4 separate regions of the Mus musculus genome follow, and regions 1, 2 and 3 are each linked to region 4. A link is a contact called in public promoter capture Hi-C data. All regions are on one chromosome and are shown on one strand. Each heading gives the region's core, a stretch centred on a gene start, on an enhancer-like site or on the middle of the called end of the contact. The rest is flanking DNA. Distances are from core to core; before and after follow the strand shown. Region 1 holds the start of Mtarc1 (mitochondrial amidoxime reducing component 1). Region 2 holds the start of Mtarc2 (mitochondrial amidoxime reducing component 2). Region 3 holds the start of Hlx (H2.0-like homeobox). Region 4 holds the start of Trp53bp2 (transformation related protein 53 binding protein 2).

Region 1 (2,850 bases), core at 29-2,528, 2.4 Mb before region 4:
TCAGGAGACTTCCTTCCTCCCCAGCTAGGCTACACCTCATCATTTACTTCAGCCTCCCCAGATAGCGCCACCAGCCGGGGGGACATGCAAGCTAGAGGGTGACATTTCATGCCCAAACCCAGGGAAGTGAGTCGCCCAGCTAGCTGAGGCCAGTGTGTGCTAGCGTTCTGCTTGCTTCTCCCACTCTCCACACAGTGGCCTCTCTACAGGGCACCTCTACAGGGCGTCCAACTCAGCCGGCAGCACATTGCCTGGCCTCGGCTGGCCTCCATGATACCTCATTCTTGCATTTCCACGTGAACATCGAGTTTTGGGGACTGCCCCCTCTGCTTTAGGATGCTGCCCATCAGCAGAACTATTCTGGTCAAAGTGTGATCCTACCCATCAGACCCTCCCGTGTTTCAGGCGGTCTGAGGCTTTGTCAGAACTCTGTGGAATCTCCCTCTGGGAGGCAGGCTCTCCCTCCGATTGATTGATGGCTCCCAGCCATCTCCTTCTCTCACCTTGAGACTTGGGATGGGGTGAAGTCGGGGGAGTCCCAGTTTCTTGGTCCACTGTTTCAAGAGTCTGTTGGCTAGAGGGAAGGGCACAAGCTTCTCTTCAGAGAAATCTTTATTCCTGCAGCCAGGTTCATCCCCGCACTGCCCCTTGGCTGTAAAATCCCCAGCCCTTGTTTCAGTACAAAGTCCAGTCTCTCTGCCTTAACTTAGTAGAGAAAATGCTCTGGTTAGAACAGTCTTGAATAAATATGACATTTTAGCAGCTTGACACACCAAACAGGTGCCTAAGGCGCCCAAGGTACCTTGATGGTCTTGTCTTTGTTGTTCAAGATGCGGTAGCCTTCGGAAGAGATACCTGGCAGTGCAAGTCCACATTAGGACGCAGGGAAAAGAGGGGCGTGTGGGTGGGGGGTGCGGGGGGCGGGTGTCTACGAATAGCTGCAGCCCAGGATTGGCCCTGTAGATCCTCAAGGCTGGTCAGATCTTTTCCCTTCATATCCCAGCTGGTTGGAAGCACCCTGGCTGCTGCCAAACTGCTCCCCACAGACCCCAGAGGGGCGGCTGCCCGCAGCCTGGTTTCTAATTTCAAAATCACGCCACGTTCTGCAAACGTTGTGTGTTTTAGGTCAAATAAACAACTCTGCAAACATGTAAATAAGCTGCTCTGCACTGATTGATCCTGGGAGAGGGTCAGCGAGGGAGGGAAGGGGAGGGAGGGAGGGAGGGACCGAAGGGGGGGAAGGCAGCGGAAAGTAGGGGCAGGCGGTGAGATTCCACAGCTGAGCCACCACCTCCCGCCCAGGCCGAATGAAGATGCACAATTTGGATTGGAGGGGAAGGGTCAGGAGCTGCTGACCTTTGGGCTCAGGCCCAGGCCGCTGGCCACAGTAGCTCTTGGTCCAGTCGGCGCCGGAGGTGTATCAAGCGCTCATCCCGCCCTCTCCAGTCATGGGTGCGGGGTCCTGGGCGCTGACCCTCTTCGGCTTCTCCGCGTTTCGGGTCCCGGGCCAGCCGCGGTCCACCTGGCTCGGCGTCGCCGCGCTGGGACTGGCCGCGGTGGCCCTGGGGACAGTGGCCTGGCGTCGTGCGCGTCCCCGGCGACGCCGGCGGCTACAGCAAGTGGGAACGGTGGCACAGCTCTGGATCTACCCAATCAAGTCCTGCAAGGGGTTGTCGGTGAGCGAGGCAGAGTGCACTGCCATGGGGCTGCGCTATGGCCACCTGCGCGACAGGTACGCTGAGCACCGAGCATCACCACGCTGACCTAGGCTGTGTGGGTGTGGGGAGGTCAGCGGGGTCCGCTCGCCGGTCCCTTCTTACTCAGACTAGAGACCGGAGGCTGGGAAAGGGGTGGTGAGAAACGGAAAAAATGAACTTCACCCTCCGCCAGCCAACTCGGGGGACCTGGAACTCTGAAGTTCCCGGGTTTCACGCTTCCTGGAGTTGGACATCTCTCTATCCATCCTCTCGTGGCTATTTCAAATCTTGTGGTGTTAGACGAGGCATTTCTCACGCCGGCCAATCCGCAAGAAGAAACTTCAATCTCCCTCCACCCAGGGACCCTGAAGGGACTGGTCCTTGGTTACTTTACTCTCAGTGATAGTCTTAAATTTAGAAAAACTAAGACAATAGATCCTGGATCCTAGGCACGGCTCATCCCTGTTAGTGCAGTAGTTGAGCATGCATGACAGCTTAAGAAAATAAGCTGTGAGTGTTATTTCCCCAAGGCTCTTGTCAGATAAAGGTTCTGCACTGGGTGGGGGGGGGGGCAACCTGGGATTTGTAAACAGCGACTAAGAGTCCAGCTGAGGAGTGACCCCTGTCGCCGGGACTTCAGCGAAGGTTCAGCAGCTCTGCTCTCTTCAGGTCTGGTCTCCCACCAGCTCTGGGCATCACTGGAAGGCTGCGTATCAGGATCCTCAGGCCTCTCCTTCAGCAGAGGACACAGGCTAACAGAGGCTGCGACCTCCCCGTCTCAGCTCTCTAAAGCTAACACAAGCCATTCGCCTCAGATCAGGCCGGTCCAGTGGACATGCTGACCGACTGGTTCAGGAAGAAGAAATGGAGATTTTTGCTCCAAAGCCCTTCTTGTCTCATAGCTGATTTACGGGTGGCTTTTACATAAGGTTGATGGGCAGTTACAGATGAGTGGGTTCCTCGGTTCAGTGTGGACCTTGTAATGTGAGACTGCTCTCCGCCCGCCCCAACCCCCCCCCTCTCCCCATCACCTGTGTTTTGCAATTCTTCATATCTCAAGAACCAAAGATCATTAGAGGCTGACTCTCCTTCACTAGAAAATACACCAATGGTCCTTTCACTGAGACACAGCAGTTCTGGACAAAGTTCAAAG
Region 2 (2,700 bases), core at 196-2,695, 2.4 Mb before region 4:
TGAAATTTTTACAAAATAATGGCAGACATCAGTTAAACTGTGAAGCCTGGGTTTTATCCATCAAGTAACTATTGACAGAGTGTGTGTCTGTAGTGGGGATGAGCTCAGATCTAGTAGGCATTGAGCTTTTCAGAGGGAAAGTGAAGGGGCAGAGAAGGGGGGGGGGAACACGTGCTACATGGGTAGGCTCTCTCAGTCTGTGTCACCTATCAGAAGCAAACACACTTGCTCTGCCAGTTACAGAGGTTGGGGCTCTGTCCTGTCTTTCCTCCCATGCAGAAGTCTGTCGTCTCTGGTGACTGTCCACGCAGCAGAATTCAACATTCTAAGCCCTTGGCTATTTTAAAATTTTTATTTTTATTTTAAGTATGTGGATGTTTTTGCCCGCATGTATGCCTGAGTACCACCTGTGTTCCAGCTATCTGCGGGGGGCAGAGAGAGTGGGGGTCTGCAGGGGGCAGAGAGAGTGGGGGTCTGCAGGGGGCAGAGAGAGTGGGGGTCTCTTGGCACTGGAATTGCAGACAGATACGATCTGCTATGTAAGTACTGGGAGTCCATCTGGGTGCTCTTAACCACTGAGTCATTTCGCCATTTATTTATTTAGCGTTTATTCTCCCCCTGTCTCCTCTTTCTGTCTCTCCATGTACACCTCCCACCCTCTCCTCTCTCGTGTCTCTTGTCTCAGTCTTCCCCTCCCCTTCCCAGTCCCCCTCTCCTTCTCCCTCCCACTCTCTCTGTTTGTTCAAGAAATGGTTCCCTCCCTTCTATCACATGGCTCCCAGGGACTGAATTCGAGATGTCAGTGTTGGCAGCCAGGACCTTTATGGGTTGAGCGGCTTTCAACTGATGAGTTAATCATTGATGCTTCTGAGACAGGTCCTGGCCATCAATAGCCCACCGTGATCTTGAACTTGGGGCTATCTCTTAGCCAAAGCCTGACATTTGGATTCCGTTTAGATCGTTGTCTGAGAAAAGTCGACCAGAGTCCTCTATTCGGACCTCAGCAAGTGGTAAGCTCTGGCAGCCTTTCCCTTCCTTGCGCTGTCTTAATTGGCTGGTGTACCTGTAACCTCAGGTCACGCTGCCAGAAGCCGCGCCAGTAGTTTTGTCTCTACCTGCAGAGATGGAAGCCGAGCGTTCCAGAGAGTTGCGCGATCTTCGGGAGACCTATCCCAAAGTTGTCCCCAGGAAACATTCCTCCATTCTGCTTCATTTCAGTGCAGCAGCTTCTTGCACAATTGAGTGTGCTCCTTTTAGAAGCAAAAGGGTTAATGAGTGTAGCAGGTTGAAGAGTCATGGGGGGAGGGATCACTTTAAAGGCGGACAGAGACAAAGTAAAATGAAAGTGACCACCCCACGCTGTCACCCGCGATGGGCGTGGGCCAGGCTCCGCCGACACTGATCTGGACGTGAGCAGCATAAGTTTGACAGGCAGTGCGGCTGCGCCAACCCTGGCTCCTCCCACACTCCCGGAGCCTTAAGCCCCGCCTCGACACCGCGGCCCAGTAGCCCAGGCCTGCCCGGGATAGTGTAACATGGGTTCCTCCAGCTCTACGGCTCTGGCTCGCCTCGGCCTCCCTGGGCAGCCGCGGTCCACCTGGCTCGGCGTCGCCGCGCTGGGGCTGGCTGCGGTGGCGCTGGGGACCGTAGCTTGGCGTCGCACGCGTCCCCGGCGGCGCCGGCAGCTGCAGCAGGTGGGCACGGTGTCGAAGGTTTGGATCTACCCGATCAAGTCCTGCAAGGGGGTGTCGGTGTGTGAGACCGAGTGCACGGACATGGGGCTGCGCTGTGGCAAAGTGCGCGACAGGTACGCCGAGCCCCGCACTGCACCGGGCGCGAATGGGCCGGGGCGAGGGAGGTGGGGCCTTGCCTATCCTTGCTCGGAAGTGTGAGACCTGGAACCAGGCGCCCCTCGGTGAGTGCAAACTTTGTGAGCCTGAGCCTGGAGCAAGTCGAGAGAGGAGTTCCGTACTGCAAGCTGTGTTCTCCCCAAACCTAGAAAGTAAGGGTTTGTTGCTTCTGGGAAACACACATATGGGAAAGAGATGACAGCAGTTACAGCACGGTGCACATTGACGAGCGTGTTCAAGTTGAAATCTAAGTTTGCAAGCCCAAATATGTCTGTGGGGAGACCTTCCGGGAGGAGAATTTTAGTTTTACCACATGCAAATTTACTCTAAAGCGAAACAGAGCGCCTGGATTTCGGCCCCCACCCCTTTCGGCTTCACAGAACTGAGGCTTGTTGCCTGAATTCTCTGGGCTGTCGAGCTTTGATCCTTTAGCTGCGAAGCCCGTGCTTCTGGCTAAAGTAGTTTTGGAAAACTGAGTTGGAGCATTCCTGGAACCCTGGGGGGTGGGGGGGGGGGGGGAGACTCCCCTGTCAGCTGTCCGTACAGCTCTCCTAACTGTAGGACACTAGAAATATAAAATGCCATTGGCTGAGCGTTTTCAAGAACATCGGGCCTTCCCTCTAGTTCTGGTGACCACTTGAACGAGTAAGGAGCAGAATTACACGGTTTGCCGGGGGTGGGGCGAGGGAGGGGTTGTGGTAGATGGCGATAGAGAGCTAGTCACAAACGGGTATGAAATAATAATAAAGGAGGTTAGAATAAAAAAAAAGAGTTTAGTTCTGCTACAGAATAAATTTATAGATCAGGAATTCCGCTCATGGATTTTCCATTCCTCATTGGCGGCCTATGT
Region 3 (2,902 bases), core at 392-2,891, 2.3 Mb before region 4:
CTCTCGTCCCAGGCACCATTGCCCTCAACTGTCTATACCCCTCCATTCCTTGATATAGTTAGTACCCCTGTCCCTGATACTGGGACATCATAGCCTGTGATTGATTAGCCATCGATTGCTTTCGAGGAAAAAGGCGTCCGCTAATGATGACAATACCGGCGACCAAGGACACGAAGCTGTTAGACATTAATCCAAGAGCTCACGCCAATCCTGAGCTGATAGTAGCCTGGCAGTTCCCTCACGGCTTCCAGTTTTTGGTATCTTATTGCTGAGGGGAAATAAGCCTGCCTTGGAATATCATTCCGGAGACACTTACTTGGACAATCGAAAACAAAAGATTTGGTGGTTTCGTTATTGTCATTATTTTATTTTCTTCCTGAAATGTGCAACAACCGTTCATCTAGGTGGCCTGTGGTCTGTTTGGGAGAGGGGCGGGGAAATCCACTCTGACTATAATTTAAAAGAGAACGAATTCTTAAAATAGAGATGTTGATGCGACAGAAAATTCCCAGTGCACCTAGGCTGAGTTCTAAAGACCCTAGCAAGAATGGAAGGCGCTGGCTGTGGAGGCTCGGACAGTGCCTCCCTCCAACAGGCCAAAGCGGATCCTGGAAAAACTGCAGCCGAATTAAAAGTAGGTATTTAATCTCAAAGGCAACCGCTCCCTGGCACTTGCAAAACATAGGACCTCACGTGACCAGGGGATGTGGTGGCCGCGGAGGGTAGCACTTCCTACAAGGTGCAGAGAGGGGACACGCGTGCCGCTCTTCTGGGGCTGCACTCCTTGTTGGTTCCGAGGCTCAGGGTAAAAGTTTGGCTGTTTCTAAGGGAGACGTTTGGAGCCATCTATCTTATTTTTGTTTGAAAAGTCACTCTTTCAAGTTGTCACTGGAATGACAGCTCCGAATAAAACTAATTTGTGGTCTGCCCTCCTCCTGGCTTCTTGGAGCAGCTCTGGTGAGCTGAGAAACCAGCGGATTACAGTAGACTTGGGTCGGGATTCTGGGCTGTAGGGGCGCTGAGAGGATGGGGCCTTTACCTAGGACTTGTGATAAAAGCACCTGGGTAAAAGCAGAGAGAAGGAAAGTCGCATGAGAGCGGAATACGGAAGGGACAGCCTGCGGACCGCCAGCGTGGTCTGCTGGGGTGGAGGTTGGGGGTGTACTACAGCAGAGTACGGGAGCCTCAGTGATCCCCCTCCTCCGCAGCTCCAGGAAAATTCCGGAGACCGGCTCCGAGGCTCTGCCGCTGGCGGGTCCCCGAGCTGCAGGGGACAGAGGAGAGCCAGAGGCCCGAGGAGTCTCGACCCCCAAGCGGCTCCCAGAGACGCTCAGTACTCAGCTTAGCCCACGCTGCCGCAGAAAACACTTTGGCGTGGCCAGGGCGTGGCCGAGCTCGGCCACGCCCCCCTCTTTCCCAATTCCCCTCCACTCCGGAGTCCCATTGGTCACGAAGACGTCCAATGAGCGCACGGATCAAGGTCCTACCCGGGGTCTGACTCGAAAGCTCCTGCCAAAACTTTGGGAGTTTTTAGAGAGGAGTTTTTTTTTTTTTTTTAATTTTTTTCCTTTTTTTTTTTTTTTTTTTTTTTTAAACTAACGGATCATTATTGTTGTTTTAAATTTAGCTCTTAGGGCTTAGCTGTTTGGGTTTTTCTTTCGGTGTCGGGTCCCTGTCTCCCCGGCTTCTGCGGAGTAGCAGAGCGAGGCCGCGCTCGCCTTGTCGCCCCAGCGCCTGGCGATCGCCTCCATCCACCCGGCGGGGAGCGCGCCCGCCGCGCCGCCTTTCAAGCCAAGCCAGGGGCCCAGGCCGTGGCGGGCGGCGATCGGGCCCTCGCCTCGTCCCTCGGTGGCGCTAGGGCTCCCCGGTTGGCCCTCCGCTTCAGGGCGGGCGAAGAACCGAAAGCAGCTCGGGCTCGGCTGGGACACCGCCTCTGCCCGAGCGCCCACCCACTTCCCCACTCACCCAGGACCCCGCCGGGATCCTGCCAGGATGTTCGCAGCCGGCCTGGCTCCCTTCTATGCTTCCAACTTTAGTCTCTGGTCAGCCGCCTACTGCTCCTCGGCGGGCCCGGGCGGCTGCTCCTTCGCCCTGGACCCAGCCGCTGTCAAGAAACCCTCTTTCTGCATCGCGGACATCCTGCACGCCGGCGTCGGGGAGCCGGGGCCCGCTGCAGAGGGACTGGTGGGGGCCTCGGCAGCCCTCACCGCACACTTGGGCTCCGTGCACCCGCACGCCTCCTTCCAAGCTGCCGCCAGATCCCCGCTCCGTCCCACCCCGGTGGTGGCGCCCTCAGAAGTCCCGGCTGGCTTCCCTCAGCGGCTGTCTCCGCTCTCTGCCGCCTTCCACCAGCATCTCCCGCAGCAATCACCAACGCAGCAACAGCAACCGCAGCAGCAGCCCCCGCCTCCACCCCGGGCGGTCTCCCTGCAGCCACCGACTTCGGGGACGCGGGTGGTCCCCCACCATAGCGGCTCCGCCCCTGCCCCCTCCAGCAAAGACCTCAAATTTGGTATCGATCGAATTTTGTCTGCGGAATTTGACCCAAAAGTTAAGGAAGGCAACACTCTGAGAGGTACGTATCGCTGGAAGGCCTCAGGCCTCACCACCACCCATGAGGGGCCTGATGTCAGGAGGATTTGGGGTGCGTTTATTTTTAAGGACAGAACGGTAGAATGAGGGCGAAGAAAACGAAATGAAGGAAAACTTAGTGACATGTAAAAGTCAGCTATCCCATGTTTAAAAACATATCTTCGTGTTGCTTAAACAGCATAGAAACGGATGACCATACTCTGGTTGCTGCAAAGTTTTGCAAAAGTGTGTATTATCCATCTTTTGAATGAAATATCTGCAGAACGACCTAGATCTTTCTGACAAGGAAATCTCAGCGTGGGGACACTTT
Region 4 (2,731 bases), core at 76-2,575:
CCACCTAATAACCTAATAACCAAAATATTATATATGTGTCCAACCTAGAAAAATTTAGGAACACCCTCCACAACGCAAAGGGGCAAAGAGACAGTATAGTATATTCTGCACGTGTAATTACAAAAAAACCAAAACAAAATAGAACATTGAAACACAAATTTTAACACTCTTTCTTGGATTTTATAAAAGCAAAAAAATTAAGTTGTTTTAAGTTTTTATCGTTTTGTTTTCTTAAACAAGTGATGCGATAAGAACGTGAGTTGATGAGGGGTTTAGGGATGGATATGGCTAAAATACGTGACCTTTCAAAGAATATATAAAAATTATTTTTTAAAAAAGGACTTAGGTTGACTGCGATTAATCCTGCTTGAGAGGAGAACAAATACAACACCCACGAGGAAATAAATACACGGCTGCAGGAGCCACCATAACCAGTCAGATCTTGTGCTTGCTAAGGGGGCTTTTCAGAAACACCTCCATTCAACCTGCAAGTCACCTGTGACGCTGGCCAAGTCAGATGCCAAAAGAATTCACTCATCTTTCTTAGAGGTCTTGCAGAAAAAAAGCTGGGGGAGCGGGGCACTGAAGTTTTCCTCTGAACTAAAACTTTCAAGGCTGCATTTACTAAAACCTGTTTCCACAAAGAGATAGATAGGGTGACATGGCTGCTATCACCAACATCAGATCGAAATTCAAGTTAAAAAAAAAAAAAACTGGCAGAAAGAAAAAGAAAGGCAAGCCTTTTCAAGCGCTATGCTTCACTTCAGTAAAAAGCCTCAAAACAATTCAAAGAAATAGGCTAAGAACAAGGTTCCCCGGCTCTTGACCTTCAAAACAAGCTTCCCCAAAGGTCTCATCCGAGAAGCAAAGTTTGGAGCAGCGGCCCGGGCTGCCGCACTGCCTGCGGGGCAGCATCGCGACCGTCGCGGGGACCCAGAGGGACGGAGCCTCAGAGCCTCGAAGCCCGAAGCTCCACCGGCTCCGCTGACCCGGCCCCCCCGCCCTGTACACTTCCGGGCCCCAGCACGCCCACCCGCTTACCGGCATCATTTTGGACCCGAACCGCATGGAAGCGGGGGTCTGGCGGCGGCCTGGCCGAGCAGAAGTGACCCGAGGGTCGCGGGCCCGGGGAAGCCAAGCGAGAACGAGGCCGCGCGCCCGGCGGCCGACCTGTTGCGAGGCAGCGGCGCTGGAGTCCCCTCAGCGGACCGGGACGCCACCGAGTCCGGGGCCCAATCCCCTCGCCCGTCTCCGGGACGCGGCTTTGTCTCGGCGCTCGCGACTCCCACCTCCTCCTCCTCCTTCTCGCCGAAACCAACTAATCCCGGCCGGGCCCCCACCGAGGCGCGCTGGCCCCGCCCCCCACGAAGCCCCGCCCGCGGCGCGCCCCAAGGCTTGAGGTAAGGGGGAGCGGAGCGCCAACCGGGCGGCGAAGGCGCATGCGCAGATGCTGGGGGCGGTGCCAGAGGGGGCGGGAACCTTTGCTCCGAGGGAGGAAGATGCAGGCGGCGGAGCTGCTCCTGAACGCGCCTCCAGGCGGAGCCAAGGCACGGGAGGGCGGCGCCGCAGGAGAACAATAATCGTAAAACGCGGGGATGGAGCCCAGGGCTGTGTCCCTCACCTCCTTGGCGGTTCCGAGTTGCTCAAGAGAGTTGAGCCCTTTGCCTTAGGAACCATGAACCAGCCACAAGGCGCCGGACGCCGAGGGGCCTGGGCGGCGCCGCCTCACACACCTGACTCAGGGCGCCCTGAGGGATCCGAGCGCCCCACAAGATGGAGACCTGCGAGTCCGCCGGGCCGGAGCACGTTCCTGACAGAAGGCGCTCTCGGATTTGTCCTCATCCCTCAGGCGATGTCCAAGACCCCCCTCTGAATGGCCTGTTACTTCTATAATGTAAGAAGGGAAAAGCCCTTCAGTGTTGAGAAGTGGGGGGGTTCCCTGTGTTTTGAACAGCACGCTCAAAGGATTTGAAAATGGGTAAAAACAGCTTTCTGGGGCGCTCTTCAGCTCATCACGACCTGTAAACACTTTTAACACAAGGACCATTTTTTGGAGCCGTCGAAGCTCACGCTGGGAAATTGGCAGTAGTTCGCTTTGATAGGGAGGCAGATAGTCGAGTCCATTATCCAGAGAGACATAGGCTTCAGGAACACTAACTCCACGAAGCTCATTTCACGTCAAGTAACCCGTGCAAGCTCATTTGGAATCAGAGGACAGAAGAGTCCCCAAAACGAAATGAAATGAAGCACCAGAATGTATACAGCTTCAAGAATGGAGCCAGCTGAATGTGGTAGCGTGCACTAGTAATCTCAGCGCTTGGGAGGCTGAGCCAGGAGAATTGCAGTGAGTTCCAGGCCAGCCTGAGCTGAAAGAGTAAGACCTTACCTCAAATGACACTTTTATAAAAATTAAATATAAATTGACCTGTGTGTGGCACAGATCTATATCCCCAGGTACTCAGAATGCTGAGGCAGGAAAATCCCAAATTTAAGGGTTCCCAGGGCAGCTTTAGCAGAATAGGTCTCAAAATGTAAACGGGGGGGGGGGGGTCCCTGGAGTCAGACATAGTTTAGTGATAGAGTGTTTAACATGAATAAACTCCTGGTTTTAATACAAAGCACAACAGAAAGAATGAGCACTTATTGTTTGTCGTCCCAGCACTAGAAGGCTGAGGCAGGACGTATCAAGAGTCTGAGGCCAGCCTGGGCTACATGCTCTGTCTCCAAATAA

What was found. Promoter capture Hi-C pulls out the DNA fragments that hold promoters and counts their contacts.
Region 1: a promoter capture Hi-C map of hippocampal neurons shows a contact between it and region 4, with 5 times the contacts expected there. The contact joins the promoter of Mtarc1 here to the promoter of Trp53bp2 in region 4. A contact is called at or near these places in 5 of 39 promoter capture datasets (the C10 cell line, hippocampal neurons, liver and 1 more).
Region 2: a contact with region 4 is called in a promoter capture Hi-C map of pre-B cells, with 4 times the contacts expected there. The contact joins the promoter of Mtarc2 here to the promoter of Trp53bp2 in region 4. A contact is called at or near these places in 4 of 39 promoter capture datasets (embryonic stem cells, hippocampal neurons, liver and 1 more) and 1 of 115 datasets of contacts at active chromatin or transcription factors (large pre-B cells).
Region 3: a promoter capture Hi-C map of embryonic stem cells shows a contact between it and region 4, with 14 times the contacts expected there. The contact joins the promoter of Hlx here to the promoter of Trp53bp2 in region 4. A contact is called at or near these places in 3 of 39 promoter capture datasets (embryonic stem cells, liver and pre-B cells) and 1 of 9 other capture datasets (embryonic stem cells).

What each region holds. Positions count from the first base shown.
Region 1 is chr1:184,809,728-184,812,577 of GRCm38.p6, reverse strand. It overlaps Mtarc1 (mitochondrial amidoxime reducing component 1), which reads left to right and starts at 1,278. Exons shown (of 7, transcript NM_001290273.1): 1 at 1,278-1,732. The coding sequence starts at 1,449.
Region 2 is chr1:184,844,653-184,847,352 of GRCm38.p6, reverse strand. Mtarc2 (mitochondrial amidoxime reducing component 2) reads left to right here and starts at 1,445. Exons shown (of 8, transcript NM_133684.4): 1 at 1,445-1,807. The coding sequence starts at 1,536. Gm34451 (a long non-coding RNA gene) reads right to left here and starts at 1,506. Exons shown (of 2, transcript XR_865818.3): 1 at 1,116-1,506.
Region 3 is chr1:184,731,232-184,734,133 of GRCm38.p6, reverse strand. Hlx (H2.0-like homeobox) reads left to right here and starts at 1,641. Exons shown (of 4, transcript NM_008250.2): 1 at 1,641-2,575. The coding sequence starts at 1,993.
Region 4 is chr1:182,407,761-182,410,491 of GRCm38.p6, reverse strand. Trp53bp2 (transformation related protein 53 binding protein 2) reads right to left here and starts at 1,325. Exons shown (of 18, transcript NM_173378.2): 1 at 1,042-1,325. The coding sequence starts at 1,068.